Regions from separate parts of the Mus musculus genome. Here region 2 is linked to region 1. A link is a contact called in public Hi-C data. All regions are on one chromosome and are shown on one strand. The core of a region is the stretch at or near the end of the contact, and the rest is flanking DNA. Distances in the headings are between cores, read along the strand shown.

What was found. Hi-C and Micro-C count contacts between places; a contact is called where the count stands out from the background.
Region 2: a contact with region 1 is called in a Hi-C map of bone marrow-derived macrophages, with 49 read pairs. The contact joins two enhancer-like sites. A contact is called at or near these places in 4 of 39 promoter capture datasets (embryonic stem cells, epiblast stem cells, hippocampal neurons and 1 more), 2 of 15 datasets of contacts at CTCF or cohesin (CD8 T cells and the NIH/3T3 cell line), 8 of 484 Hi-C or Micro-C datasets (the C2C12 cell line, the N1E-115 cell line, bone marrow-derived macrophages and 4 more), 19 of 115 datasets of contacts at active chromatin or transcription factors (DN3 thymocytes, the HPC-7 cell line, the NIH/3T3 cell line and 11 more) and 3 of 9 other capture datasets (adipose tissue, liver and pancreatic islet).

Annotation. Positions count from the first base shown.
Region 1 is chr8:107,485,453-107,493,021 of GRCm38.p6, forward strand. It overlaps Wwp2 (WW domain containing E3 ubiquitin protein ligase 2), which reads left to right. Exons shown (of 24, transcript NM_025830.4): 6 at 94-190. Among named protein-coding and RNA genes, the nearest start is that of Gm51547, 17 kb to the right of the region's middle. Within about 2 kb of position 4,624, at least 97 of the 459 cell types and tissues checked have an H3K27ac peak or open chromatin away from gene starts, as enhancers often do. A contact at or near this core is called in the HPC-7 cell line, adipose tissue, bone marrow-derived macrophages and 1 more, where this site is marked.
Region 2 is chr8:107,558,674-107,566,242 of GRCm38.p6, forward strand. It overlaps Wwp2 (WW domain containing E3 ubiquitin protein ligase 2), which reads left to right. Exons shown (of 24, transcript NM_025830.4): 24 at 1-617. Among named protein-coding and RNA genes, the nearest start is that of Mir140, 11 kb to the left of the region's middle. Within about 2 kb of position 2,663, at least 126 of the 459 cell types and tissues checked have an H3K27ac peak or open chromatin away from gene starts, as enhancers often do. A contact at or near this core is called in the HPC-7 cell line, adipose tissue, bone marrow-derived macrophages and 1 more, where this site is marked.

The DNA of each region.
Region 1 (7,569 bases), core at 3,374-5,873:
ACAGAGGGAATTCTCTGCCTGGTGGGTAGCTCTCAAACAAGGGCCGATTCTCTCAGCATTTCTATCCTTTCTTGTGATTGTTCCATTCTCCAGGATCACAGCCACCTTCAAGAGAATCCAGTGGGACTGCTATAGCTCCAGAGACCCGGCACCAGCCCCCCAGTACAAACTGCTTTGGTGGCAGATCCCGGTAAGTAGCCCTTGTTGGTGAGACGGCCCTGAAGTTATGGGAAATGCACTAGCTAGTGGCAGGGAACTGTTCATTCAGAAACCTGGAAATTTCCTTTTCCTGCTCTAGACTGCTAAGGTGTTCTGGAGGGAGAGGCAGCAGTGTCTGACAGTGACTGCTAAGGTGTTCTGGAGGGAGCGCAGCACTCGCATTCTTAGGAGAGGCAGCAGTGTCTGACAGTGACTGGGCTGGTGGTCAGCCTTGTGGGTGAGGGAGACCTATTGAGCAGAGCGTGACCTCTTATCAGTTAGGGACTCTGGCGGTCGCGATGCCTGGTGGTCATGCTTCTTTGGATGTGGGGTTTTCTGACTGCGTTTCTTTCTGGGGGGGGGGCTGATGGTTTCCTTTGGCATATTGGTTAACATCTTCTATGCTGAGAGTCTGAGCTCGTTCATACTTGTTATGCCTATTGGGGATGATGTAATTCTGCTTATTATTTCTCCTTATAACCTGTATTAGTGCTCTAAACTCATTTCCATGGCAACTGAATTCCTAGGCAAGAGAATGGTTTTAAATGTATTTGAGAGGTGGAGGAGGAGGAGGGGGAGGAAGGAAAGGAGGAGGAAGAGGATGATGTGTTCATTACAATGTATGAAATTCACAGACATTTTCAGGAAGAGAATTATATGAGTGTACTTATAAAAATTATCTTCTTACAATGGGCAGATTTTTGTTAGAAATCTTCCCAGGTAAGTCCCAGAGGGTACAGAATAATGCTTTTGGGAAATAGAGTTGTGTTCTAACCAGTACCCAGCATCTGACAGATCCCCTTGAGAGCAGAAATCAGCTTTTGAATTGGTTTGTTTATGCTTTTAAGGTGACCAGAGCTTATTGACTGCAAGAGCAAGTGGATGTTTGGGCATTTGCCCTTTGAGCCCCGGTTTCACTAGAAGCTGAGGTCTGTCTCCCTGGCCTCACTTCTCTTGAGTGTGTACAAAGGATCTCCTCACACTGAAGACCAGTCACAGTCAGTGACTTGCTGTGCTAGATGGCTTGTAGGATGTAGTATATAGTTAGGCCCTGTCATATGCTGGGCAAGTAGTACATCAGTAAATGAGTAGTCTAGAGCTGAGGGGAACAGAATCTCCTCAGTGGGAGCCAGCTCAAGCTGGGGTGCCTCGGAATCTCTCCCTTACAAAAATGCTTTCTCTGCACTAGTGCTTCATAACTACTTTCTTTGGCTTCCTTGGCAACTTTGGGTCTAACATACTGATACCACTGAATTTGATGCTCAAAGGATGACTCAATCAAGTTCAAACTCAGCACCCTCATAAAAATCCTTGTACTCTCAGTGACGGTGGTGGCAGTGGAGGACGAGCTGCTGCAGGAGGTCTCTGGGCGTGCTGACCAGCCAGCCTAGCCCACCTGATGGGCATCACTGGAAGACTCTGTTTTGGGTTTTTTTGTTTGTTTGGTTTGGTTTGGTTTGGTTGGTTTTGGTTTGGTTTGGTTTGGTTTGGTTTGGTTTGGTTTTTCGAGACAGAGGTTCTCTGTCCTAGAACTCACTCTGTAGACCAGGTTGGCTTTGAACTCAGAAATCCGCCTGCCTCTGCCTCCCAAGTGCTGGGATTTAAGGTACGAGCCACCACACCCAGCTGGAAGACTGTTTTAAAGGGGGCAGAAAGCATTCCTGGAGAAGACATTGAAAGTTATTCTCTGGCTATCATACATATGTACCTGCATATGTGTGTGTGTGTGTGTGTGTGTGTGTGTGTGTGTGTGTGTGTGTGGTATTTTATTAGATTCTGTAATCTTTCCTTTCTTTTGGGACAGGCTGGCCTTGAACTCTTCATCCTTTTACCTCCCAGCTGCTGAAACTGTACACATGTGTTCACCACATCTGGATTAACAATATCTTTTTTCTTTTAAAGATTAATTAATTTACTTTGTATATGAGTACACTGTAGCTTTCTTTGGACACACCAGAGAGGGCACCAGATCCCATTACAGGTTGTTGTGAGCCACCATGTGGTTGCTGGGATTTGAACTCAGGACCTCTGGAAGAGCAGTCAGTGCTCTTAACCGCTAAGCCATCTCTCCAGCCCAACAATATTTTTTAATAAAAACCACATATTTATTTGTTTCTCTCTATATTTTGTGTGTGTATGTGAGTGCCTAGTTCTCCTGTGGAGGTCAGAGGATTATTCTCTGGATCCCAACGTATCGGTCCTAGGCATCCCACTCAGGTTACCCGGCTTGGTGATGAGGGCCTTAACTTGCTGAGCCATCTCACCAAGCCTGACAAATACCTTTTTAATTGATACCTTTATAGGTAAAAATAGAAAAAAATGATTGAGAAAAGTGGGGTTCTATGACATGTACTTGTAGCCCCTGCTACTGTGGAAGGCTAAGGCAGGAGGATCACTAGAGCCACGAGGCTAGCCTGAGAAATACAAGGAGACTATGTTCCAATAAAAACAAAACAAAACAAATAAAATAAAATGGATGGGAACAAATAATCGTGAAATCAGAAGAACCGTTGACTTTGGAGGAGGAGACAGGGATACTAATGAAAGGCTTCAGAAGAAGTCTCAGGCCATGCTCTGTTCATTACATGCTGGGCTGCGGGGTGCTGGGTTCTAGAGGATTCTAGAGGATTCTAGAGGATTCTAGATGCTCAAAGGTTCTGTAATAGCTGCTTAGGTCTTTTCTGCCTGGTTTACACGTGTAATCGGGTAGAGTGGTTCTAGGGGGTGCTCCATGCTGGCCTCTTAGGACACCCTGTGGGACTTAGGGTCCAGGTGACAGCCTGCCCCCTCCAGGTAACATCCTTAATCTTGGTGGCCTGAGAGGGCTGGTTACACGCCATTTCATATTTGATTAGGGAAGAAACAAGTATGAGTTGCCCCAGGCTTGTGCACATTGGCATGCACTGTATATGCATTGGCATGCACTGTATATATATATATATATATATATATATATATATATATATATATATGCAGCGTTTCATGCCCGTGGAGGAGCTGGTATATGGTGAAGGCCTGGGGAGAGCATAGAAGGACATTCATGGTTTGTTTCTGTTGCTGGAACAAGGCTGGCTTTGGACACTTGCCAGCTAGGTTGGGAAGGACTCCCATGTCCTTGGTACTGTGCACCATCATGCAGGGTCCCCTCTCTCTATAGTGAGTTCAGTCTTAGTGATGTGAGGGAGCTCATGGAGCCGGCAGACACATGCAGGAGAGGAAGCCAGCGTGGCAGGGCAGTGAGCAGAGTGGACTAGGAGGGTTTCCTTTGTCCACATGTTCAGGACAGTGCCACTGATCCTAGGCGCTAAGGAGACCCAGTGGAATGTGCGCAGAGGGAAGAGGGACTGAGTAGAAAGGGTGACCCCCAGTGCTGCAGCCTTCCTTAGGGTCTCCTAGAGGTTAGAAATGGTCTCGAAACTCCAGGCTGGAATAGGAAAGCCAAGAAAGTCTGGCTTCCTTTGTGGTGTGCTGTTTCTGGATCACCTGTGATCCTCTCTCTTCTTTCTTCTTCTGTGTTGTGTGAGGTGAGTGGTGGGAGGGAACCCAGTCGGTGTACTGTCCGTGTGGGCCCTTTTCCTTCTCAGCCCAACCTTGTGGGGCCTTGGATGTGAACCTCTGGGAAGGTTCCTAGATAAGGAAATGAGTCAGCATAAAAGAATCGAGTCTTTATTTCCTTTTAGTTTCATGAAATTGTTAGTTTCCCCCATAGTGTTAGGGATGGAATTAAATGTTTGACATACTGTAGGCAGGTGCTGTGCTCTTGATCTGTATGTACCCCAGTCACCTGAGTTGTCTAGGTTGGCCTTCAATTCACTCTTCTACGGGGGTGGCCTTGAACTTGTGATCTCCTGCCTCAGCCTCCCGAATAGTTGGATTTACAGGCCTGTGTCACCAGGCCTGGTGGAGCTTTTCATTAGAAGGTCTCTGCAAGGGATCGTGGTTAGGAAGCTGGGTGTGGGGCTCAGCGTATTTTCCTTTGTCATGTCTGTATCAGTTTATTTTGAATATAGTGGATGTGAATGCTTTCTGATGCTGGGAGCTGAACCTAGAGCCTTGACCATGTCAGGCGGGCACTCTAGCTATAAGCTATACTCTCAGCACTTCATATGTGTTGTGCATGCGTGAGAGATAAAGGTCCTAAGGCCTTGGATTTCCTCAGGGCCCTCCAGATAGCATTTGAACATGTTCTTCACAGTGACATTCTAACTATGGCCGTTTTAGGACATCCTGGTAGTGGTTTTCTGTCTCCCTCTGTGACCCTTCTTTTTTGTCTTGCTATGACGAAAACCTCTTAGATTTATTAGCTCCCTTGACTTGGCATTAGTAACCCCCCTCCCCCAAGACTGGAAAGAGCTGTATTCTGGGAAGCCTGTACAGCCCAGAGCCTCTGGTGAGCTCTGAATAGCTCATGGGCTGTGTCTGCAGACAGCGGATCCCAGAAAGGAAAGACAAATAAACTCAGACGGGTGTGAGTCTGCTGGGAAGCCCGGGGGGTGGGGGGGTGGCCTAAGGGAGAATGGGGAAGCAAAGCTGACAGGGAGAGAGGCGCTTTGGGACCTGAGCCATTCTCCAGTCTCTGCTGGCTACTGCCACTCCTTCTTCCATGGAGCTGACCAAAGCTGACCTGGAGATGTTCCCTTGTCAGCCTGAAATGAAATAGAGTTTAGCACCTTTATGCTTCCCCTTAAAAGCTGGCTATGGTCTCATTCTCATTAGTGACGCTGGAAAGAAGAAAGGAATCTGTGTACATGCAGATTCATCATTCAGCAGTGACAGACGCAGTCCCTGCTCCCAGGGAGTCTTCAGGCTGTCTTCTGAGCTGTTGAGATCATGGACAAGCATTTGGGGCATTTTCAAAAGTAATTATGAAGATTGGTACCATCTAAATATGCACGTTGATGCACCAGTTATCTCTTAGTAAAAGTGACACTGTACATTTACTTATTTATATCTGTTTATTTTAGAACTAGCTATTTGACATTTCCTCTGTAGGAAAGGAGCCAAGGGAGAGGTAGTGTGGCCCAAAAAGCTGAGTAGGACTGAGGGTAAGGAAAGCCAGACTCACAGAAGTCATGGCGACAAAAATATAGAAAGGCACAGAACCTGATACCGAGGATGTTGTAACAAGACACTGGGCAACAACCACAAGTGCTAGTGTGTACACACCAAGTGTTTATACATCAGCATACCCATAGTGTGAACAAACCCAAGTGCCAGGACTATTGATGTGCCAGTGTGTACACAGCCAAGAGTGGAACATTCAAAGATACTTTGAAAGAGTTTGCTGATCTAGTGAAGTGGGGAACAGGGATGTCCCTCTATGCAGAGTGCTCTGCATGGACAAAGATAGAGAAAATAAGAGAGCTTGGCTTACTCAGGGACAGGAGTCCTTTGGTCATACTCCATGGGGGTGATTGCTGTAGCAGCCCTAACCCAAAAGCCTGAACCCAAAAGCCCCTGCTGTCATCTGGTTTGTTTTTATAAGAGCCATTTTACGTTCCCAGCAGAATTGGCAGGAGCACAGAAGTCCTTATTCACCTTTGCAGCCCTTGATCAGCCTATGTTTGAGGGAGGCTGGTGACACACTGTTCTCACTCAGAGGCAATTGTTTATGCTAGGGCTCTGGCTTGGTGATGTCCATTCTGAGGGTTTTGACGAATTCATGGTGTGTGTCCACCGTTACAGCCTCATGTGTTTCATTTAGTCAGCCCTCCTTGCTCTCCCTGGCTCTGGCACTGGTCCTTTCACTTCTTTATAGTTTTCCTTTCCTGGAATTCTGTGCACTGTGGGGCCACTTTCACACTGGTTTCATTGACTCAGAGTACAGTTGATTTCCGTTGAATACTGAATAGTATTTCAGTGTTTGCATCCAGCATGTTTGATTTATCTACTCACTTACTGAAGCGTACCTTAGTTGATCCTAAGTTTTGCTAACTATGAATAAAGCTGCAGTTAGCATTGGCTTCTCAGCAGTGCAGCCTTTATACACAGAACTTTCCCAAAAGGGAGGCTGGGAGTCCTCTGGTGCCTGCGAGAGGGGAGCTATGTGGGAATGCCCGGCACTGTACATTTAAGACTAAAATCAGAAACCAACTGATAGGATTTCTGGTCCTCAAAGAAATGTACACTTTTACCCCCTAAGACAGGGTCTCACTGTGTAGCTCTGGCTGTCCTGAAATTCACTATATAGACCAGGCTGGCTCAAAGCTCTGCTTACCTGCCCTCTGTCTCACAAGTGCCAGAATTAAAGGCACATGCCACCACCTGGCTGACTTTTTTTTTTGGTCTTGGGAACTTTAGTATCTGTGACAAAGCCCTTTGAGTCATGCTCCTTCCCTGCCAGTCTGCCCCTTGTCAGTCTGTGGCCAGCAGGTTCCATAGCATAGCTCCCATGCCACCCTGTGGTGAAACCTACTCTGTCCCCCAAACCAGCAGCACCAGAGGCCAGAGCCATCAGGGTAGAGTGCAGGAATGTGTCAGGAGCCACCTGGCTGGGGACAGTTCCCACACAGACCTTGGTCCTGTGTAGGTGACCCTGCAGTGCCACACAGGATGTTATGTGTTGGGCCTGGCTGACTCTTAATACTTTTAAGTCTCCACAGCCTGGACCAGAACAAGTCTCCATATGAAAACAGGCCATCCCGACTAAAAAATAAACCTAGTTCAGACCATTTGGACATCATAATTTCAACTGCTGGCTTCCTGTTCTCGAGTCTATATTGGCTTTGTTTGCTTGCTTGTTTAAATGATCAATGAGGATACCCAGCAGTCATGGAGCATGCCTTTAATCCCAGCACCTGGGAGGCAGAGACAGGCAGATCTCTGAGTTCCAGGCCAGCCTGGTCTACACAGAGAAACCCTATCTTGAAAAAATCAGCGAGGACTACCCTTGAGCAGTGGTAGAATAGAGATGAGACCGAAAAAAAATACTTGAAGCTACCTAGATGTAGTCATGGAGGAGACTGGAGAATGAGAAATAGAGGGTATCTCAGACTCACAAAGTGTGGTGGTGTCTACAGAGAAAGGAACCTCAGGGAAGGGGGTGTTTGTCACATCCCCTGCAGTGTTGGCTTGGCTGTGGGAAACATCATCCTCACCTCAGAGACACAGGCATGGGCAACAAGGCCGAGATAAGTGTGGCCACAATTTAGAATGCAGGACTGATAGATAGTATAGGACTTGTCAGCTCAAGAAATCTGTGGCTAAAAGGGAAAGGTCTAGAGAGAAGCCAGTGAGAAGAACTCGGGTCTTGGAGGAATGGCTCCTTAGTCAAAACATGGGCAGCTTGGTGTGTGTGTGGGAAGATGTGAGCAGAGCCGACTGCTAATGCTCTGAGCAGACATGGGTGGGAAGACAAGCAGGTGCGCAGCG
Region 2 (7,569 bases), core at 1,413-3,912, 71 kb after region 1:
CCAGACCAAGAGAATCTCCACAACAATAGTGCTCCAGCCTTGCTGCCTTTGCGAGTTTGAGTACCAGTAACCAAGGTAGCCTGACTTCTGGAATAGATGGTAGTCCTTCTAGCTGAGGCGAGTGACCTCTGGTCACGGTGTCATACTCTCTCTACACCGGTTGTGCATTTTGGAACAGGAGAGCTGAGATTTGGGTAGGGCTGCCATCCATTCAGGAAATGGCTCAGGTTGCATGAGCCCATGACAAGGGGTTCCCTGATGCTGAATTCAGGGTCATACCTTTCTTACCACTCAATTGTTTTGACTGGTGAGGCTTCAAAGATGGAGCTGGGTATGGTAACACATGCTTACAATCCTAGCATTTAGAAAGCTGAGGTGGTTTTCTTTTAAACTAATTCAGTAAGTAAATTATCTTTGTGTGGCAGCCATGTTTAATCCACAGTTCAAGTATGTTAGTTTGAAAAGGGCACTTTGAAGCTATTCCCATGAATCAGTGGCAGTAGGAAAAGTTCTCTTTTTTTGTGTGTCTCATTTCAGTTTTTAGTTTAAAATTATTATTGTCCTTTTTTTGTTTATCTTGAAGCTTAATAAAATGGCACATAATTAGGACATTTTAAGCATTTTTGACATTTATATAAAAGAATTTCTGATAAGGTTAATATATCCAGGTGTTCACCAAAGAAACATGGATGTAATATACACGTAATTTTTTGTAACTGATCTGTTCTTGCTCATTTATAATCAGTAGAAGCAACTGTCTAGATACTGGGGCAGCCCTGATTTGAGTCTGTAACTTATAATTTAATTCAGTACCCTAGTTTCATATTATGCCATTAGGATTTTCTTGATAAGGAGTTATTCCCTTGTTTCTCTCTGAGCAGCGTCTGGACCCTGAGCTCCCTTTGCAGACTGAAGGCACTGCAGTCAGACCATGTACTGCTGATAAAGCCTCTGGTAGCAATAAAATGCTGTCCTTAAACAAACAAAAAAAGAAAGAAAGAAAGCTGAGGTGGGAGGACTGCTTCAAGTTTGAGGCTAGGCTACACAGAATGCCCCTGCCTCAGTAAATAAATACAAAAGACAGAAGGGAGTAGATAGGGCGCAGTAGTTAAGAGTGTTTATGTCTTGCAGAGGACCCTGGTTAAGTTCTCAGCATCCACATAGTGCTCGACATCTATTACTGAAGTTCCAAGGGATATATGGCCCTCTTTTGATCTCTACAGGCACCACACACACACACACACACGATGCACATACATACATGCAGACAAAACATACTTGTATCAAAAGAGTTTTTTAAAGCCAAACATGCATGAGCTAGACCACCATCGGATGCCTAGATATCAAATGACTCCCACGTTCTGTGTTGATTCCAGGAGACAGAGACTGGCTGCCTTGCAGTTTTACTGACCAGTTCACCTCTGTCAGTTCCAAAGCCTTCTCCCTTTCTCATTCCCCCACCCCCGTCTTATTTTGGGGCGTGAGGACTTAAAAACAGGTCTGTGTTCTAGCTAAGTACACAAAACCTAGCTCTTTGCCCTTCCAAAGGGTTCTTTTCCCACTTGCTGAGGAAACATTATATTTTGATAAAATTATGAGGAACTTTCACCTGATACACAAAAGTTTCATAGTAAAGTTTTTGTTGTTTTGTTTTCTTGAGATAGGATCACACTATATAGCCTGGCTGTCTGGGAACTCACTATGTAGACCAGGGTAGTGCCAAACTCCACAGCATTCTGCCTCTATGGTGCCAAGCTGTTGAGTGACTTCTTTCATTAATGAGATGTGGGTGGCACTTCTCATGTTGGTCACCATGGGTTTCATTCCTTCACTGTCACGTGTCATTCATACCGTGAATGTTCTGTAGCAGACCCATTGCATTCCTGAGGTGAGCTGCGCGCTGATGGTCCAGCCGCTTGCCAGTGTCTGCGTAGCTTTGTCCTATGACCTCAGGCGGGCCCCTAGGAGACACTCCTGGAAGCTAGATTGGTGTGCACAGGAGGGTTTCTTAGGTTTTGAGACAGTTCTTGCCGTGAGGCACAGCTTGGGGCTTGATCCTCTTGCTCTGTCCCAACCACTGGGATAGCAGACACACAAACACACACATACACCCATACCCAAGCACACTTTTGTTTTAAAAATGTAAAATGTTCAAATTCAGACACACAAATGGTCTGTGCCCAAAGGTCCCCAACACTCTTTGGTCCCTCAGCCATTTTGGTCCCAGTCAGTTGCTTTCAGTACTGGAGCTATTCAGACCTGTCACCACACCAGCAACTCCCCATTGTTAGGTCTCAGGCCCTCCAGATGACTTCTGGTGGAGAAATGAAAACCTCTGGGACTTGTGAAATGAGTGTTCCACCCTCAAAGGTTGTCCCTCGCCACAGCTACTCTTCGTACTTAGAACCCTCCCGACGTGTGCTCTCAGTATTTTCTAGTCTCTGCTCTCTGGTGTGCACTCTCTCTCCCTTCCCCTCTCCTCTCCACCTTCCCCACCACCCCACTACCACCACCCCCACCCCACCCCCGTGCCTTCTCTCCTGCTTCCTAACTCTGGCCATGTCCCATCTGCTTTCATTTCTTCCCAGATGCTTTCTAATCGTCTTTAATGGAGAGGTCACGTCAGCAGTTTCTTTACTGTGCCCCACACACACTCGTGACCTCGTCAGGCATGGGCTACAGTGTCTGGTTTCCCTTTCCTGTCTTCCGATTACCCTTACTTACGCTGTGTAGCAGCACGTTATAAATGCTTCCCGTTTCCCCAGTTTGAGCCTTGCTTAGTGCTTTGCACAGTCAGCCTCTGACCGAAAGCATCGAGATCTAGGCTTTAAACTGGGCTTCTATTTTGTGCGGCTTTATTGTTATTTACATCAGAAAAGTGAAGCAAGAATTTGCTGTGCCATTTTGGAAGCCTCGGTTTGATTTCTTTCGGCTTTGTTGTAACTCTCTGTGCATGGGGGTGGGGGGTACATGTGAGTACTAGGCTGCAAGCCCCTGTATGTGCACATGCTGTGGACAGAGCAAGTGTCTCCCGCTGCAGCTCCGCACAGTTGCTGGTTTGAGATGGGCTGTCATGGAGCCAGAAGCTGTTTTAGCAAAGCAGGTTGGCCAGCCGGCCAGCTCCCACATCTGCCTGTCTCTGCCTCTCAATGCTGGGGCGGCAAGTTCTGAGCAGCCATTCAAGCTTTTTGCATGGGTGCTGGACATTCAGGCTCAGGTCCTCAAGCATTCTGACCCACTGAGACACCTCCCCAGCCCTGTTCATTTTTGAGACAAGCGCTCATTCAGGTTAACCCAGGTTAACCCCAAACTTGTTCCGTAGCTGAGGCTGGCTTTGAACAGCTGCTTCTCCTGCCTTCACCTCAAGAGTGATGACGTCAGGAGCACATGCCTTGGCAGGTGTAACAGATTTATAAGATTTTTGTTACATTTTAAACTAATTTATGGGGGGAGGGGGCACCCATGCCCTTGCATAAGTGTGGAGGTCAGAGGACAACTTGCAGGTGGGTTCAGAGAATCAATCAAATCAAAATCAGCCTTGGTGGCAAGCGCCTTTACCTCCTAAGCTGTTTCCCCTGCTCCACTCGCCCTCTTCCGTGCAGGGTCTCAGGGATCCCAGGCTGGCCTTGAACTTGCTAGCGAGCCGAGAATGACCTTGACCTTTGTTTTTCCCTCCCTCGGCTTCCAAGTGCTGGGCTTGCACAACAGAGGCTGGGGGCTGAGCTCTGGGCTTTGTGAATAATAGGCAAGCACACGCAATATCAACGGAGCTACATCCTCAGCTCCCATTCCAATGTCTTCATTGTAGCAACCAAGTGACACAAGCAAACCACAAAAAGAAAAACACGAAGGTTCCATTTATATGAAGTGGCCAGAACTGCAGATAAAAAGTAAATAGTAATTGCCAAGAGTGGGGGAAGGGGGTTGCTGTCTACTGGATATAAATTTCAGGGTGTTTTTATTGTTTGTTTAGTTTGGGTTGTTTTTTCTCTTGTTACTGAGGTTTTTTGTTTTTTGTTTTTTTTTTTTTAGACTTTAAACATGAGCACATTGTCTCATTACTTTCTCTCCCACTCCTGTGATCCCGCCTCAAGTCCATTCTTTATTGTCACATACACAGTATGTGTGTGCACTCAGGGTACTGTGGCAGAAGGACTGGGGCTTACCGTTAGTCTAGCCTATATAGTCCAATGTTGCATGGGCCATATAGCAGGTGTCTGTCTCAAAATGTCAACAATAAAAAGAACAGGTGTGCTTGGGTGCACCTGTAATTCCTTCCGCTGTTAAAAGCATCTTCAGCTACATAACTGATTTAAAGGCTAGCCTGGGCTACACGAGACCTGCCTCAACAAACCAGCAACAGCAAAAACCGGGAAATGCTTTGTTTTTGCATTCCCCGATAACATTGTCCTCATTGTCAGACTTGAGAAATCCCTACCACCTGTCGCTGCTTACCCTGGAATGTCTTTCAAACACCTTTCTATACATTTGTGCTACTTAGGGGTAGAGCTCAGGTCTACAGACGTGGCAGATAAAGGCTGGTTTTTATCAACTTGACGTGAGCTTAGACACAGTAGGGAAAACACCTCCATAGATAAGATTGGGTAAGTCTGTGGGGCATCTTCTTGTCTAATGACGAATGTGGGACGGTCCAGCCCATCGTAGGCAGTATGACCCTTGGGCAGGTGGTCCTGGACAGTATAAGCAGGTTGTGTTCCTTCACGGCTTCTATTCTTTTATATATATATATATTTTTTTTTTTCATACAAGCTGGGCGTGGTGGCGCATGCCTTTAATCCCAGCACTTGGGAGGCAGAGGCAGGCAGATTTCTGAGTTTGAAGCCAGCCTGGTCTACAAAGTGAGTTCCAGGACAGCCAGGGAAACCCTGTCTGGAAAAACCAATAAATAAATAAATAAATAAATAAATAAATAAAGTGTATTCATACAAATATGTGTGCAATAACAATGAATGTGAAAAATAAGAGGCCGTGAATGTGAAGGAGAGCAAAATGGTATATATGGAGGGCTTGGGGGATGGAAGGGATGGAAGAGATACTGTAATTAAATTAAAATATCAAAGATAGAAGAAGGGAGAGACTCATAGTGGGACCCTTTGGTCTAGCTAAGAATTTACAGCACTAAAAGAAGTAGGGTATCCCAGGGTTAAAGGTTCCAACCATGAGTTGCTTCTACTGGTGCCGGGCTGCAAGGCATCCCTTAAGACACTGGGCTTTGACTCTTGATCCTCATACATCACACTGAGATATAAACTACTCAGCAAAGGTCAACATGAAAGCTATATTCAGGGTGATTCATTTGAAGCTACAAACAAGCCAATCAGGATGCTTAAGGAGGCAAAATCTGTCTCAATGATGTACAAAATAAAATTTGATATGCCTTGATGCTGTACAAAAAAAAAGTAGGTTGCAAAAAATTAGGGCCTACATTAAGGACTGGTTTAACTTAGTACCTGTGACAAGAGATGTGAATCTAAAGAAAGAAGAGTCTAAAGGAAAAGAAAGGACATGAACTAAGGTAATAATAAATGAAGCCCAGGAGAAGGAAGGGATTGCTAGAAACTGCCAACTAATAAAGGAGTGAAACCTGGAACGTTCTGGAAGGAGGTAGCTCGGTGGCTTCTCCTCACAGGCGGGAACGCCACCGAGGATGAACTTTAGATTCACTGGAGACAGGTACTGAAGTATCCAGCCATAAACAGAATAGGTGAGATCAGACCTATGGGGAAGCACAAAGATACTGAAAAGTTAGCTCAGTGTGGAAGAAGAGACATGGCTTCTATTCTTTTTTTTTTTTTTTTAAGATTTATTTATTATTATATGTGAGTACACTGTAGCTGACCTCAGACACACCAGAAGAGGGCATCAGGTCTCATTATGGGTGGTTGTGAGCCACCATGTGGTTGCCGGGATTTGAACTCGGGACCTTCAGAGGAGCAGTCAGTGCTCTTACCTACTGAGCCATCTCGCCAGCCCATGGCTTCTATTCTTGACTTCAGGTTCCTGCCTTGAGTTCCTGCCCTGACTTCCCTCAGTGATGGAATGTAACCTGAGAGTTGTAAGCTGAAATAAGCCCTTTCTTCACATTGCTTTCAGTCATTGTGTTTTTATCACAGTAGAGACCCCAACTAAGGGGCTTCTTCAATTCCCTGAGCCATCCTGGTGGCCCTCTGCTGATGTACCCCTGGGGCAGGCGGACTTGTTAGGCGGTCCTCAATGCTCTCTTCCCGATGCTCACAGCTCTGTGAAATGACTCTTTCCTTGCGTGTGGACTCGTTTAGCACCTGTTTGCAGCCAACACACCACAATAACAGTAATGGGATGTCCTGGCTGGAATTAAATCTCAGACACCTGTGGCCTGGTTCCCAGCCCATCCTCCTCATTACCTTTCCTTAGCACTCTAAGAATGAGACTGGTGCAGTGGAGTACCCTCGTGGCAAACAATGGAGGGCCGATTCCTGTCAACTAGCTAGCAAAAGAGAAAGGATGCCCAGGAGCCCAGGAGCCCTTGGATCCTGCTAATGGTCACATGAACGTGTAACTGGCTCCTTTGCCCCTTGACCCTTCAGACGCCAACAGCCCAGTGGGCAGCTGGATTGCAGCCCGTGACCAACTCTGAGCAGAGGTCCCAGGTAAGCTGTGGTTGGAGTTGCTGACCCACAACAGCTGTGAGATGGGAAGATGCTGTTTTGAGCAGCTCTCATCATAGAGTAACTTGTTATTCAGCTCTAGATGACCTCTACACTCAATCAGATCAAATGGGTTTCCATTACCTTCGCTTCAATTGCCTGGTACCTGAAAGTGGCCATGGTTCTTTGCAAATGTAAGGCTCGTGGTGTGCAGAAAACATGTTGGGCATGATAGGGCACACCTTTAATTCTAGCACTTGAGAGGCAGACACAAGAGGATCTCTGTGAGTTTGAGGCCAGCCAGGGCTACGTAGTGACACCCTGTCTCAATAAGAGACCAAAGAAGAAAGCAAGCAAGCCAACATCTTGTTAACCTGTCCTCCATGCAGAAAGTGAAGGGTGCCGGAACTCGGTGTCACCTCTGTCCCTGCATCCAGTCCTCACCGGCACCCTTTGCCTAGAGCTCTGCCTAGCCTGGGATTGCAGGTGGCCTCAGATGCCATTAGGATTTATCTGGACCTCCAGCCAGACCCAGTTCTCGATGGTCAACCCATTCTCTCAAGGACAATTTTGAGTCCATTTCCTGTGTAATTACAGGGTATGCAACCAAGAAAACACTATTATTACAGCAGTAAGTTAACCCAAAGAATGGTCTTTGCAGCCCTGGACTCCCTCTGAGGGTGACTTGGGGGCACAGTTTCTGCTCCAGGGGCTGCCTATGGACATCTGCACCCTAGTAGGTGGTGGGTCAGGAAGCGTTGTTATTTTCTGGAGGGAGTTCATTTCACCTCTGAAATTTCAGAGCTTACAATGGTAGTTGTTTTCTTATTGCCTGTAATTGCTTCATGCTGACTAAAGCGTGGAGTGGGTGGTAAGTGTCCTGTGCATGAAGTGGTGCAAATTGTCGCCTTGTCCTGCTTTC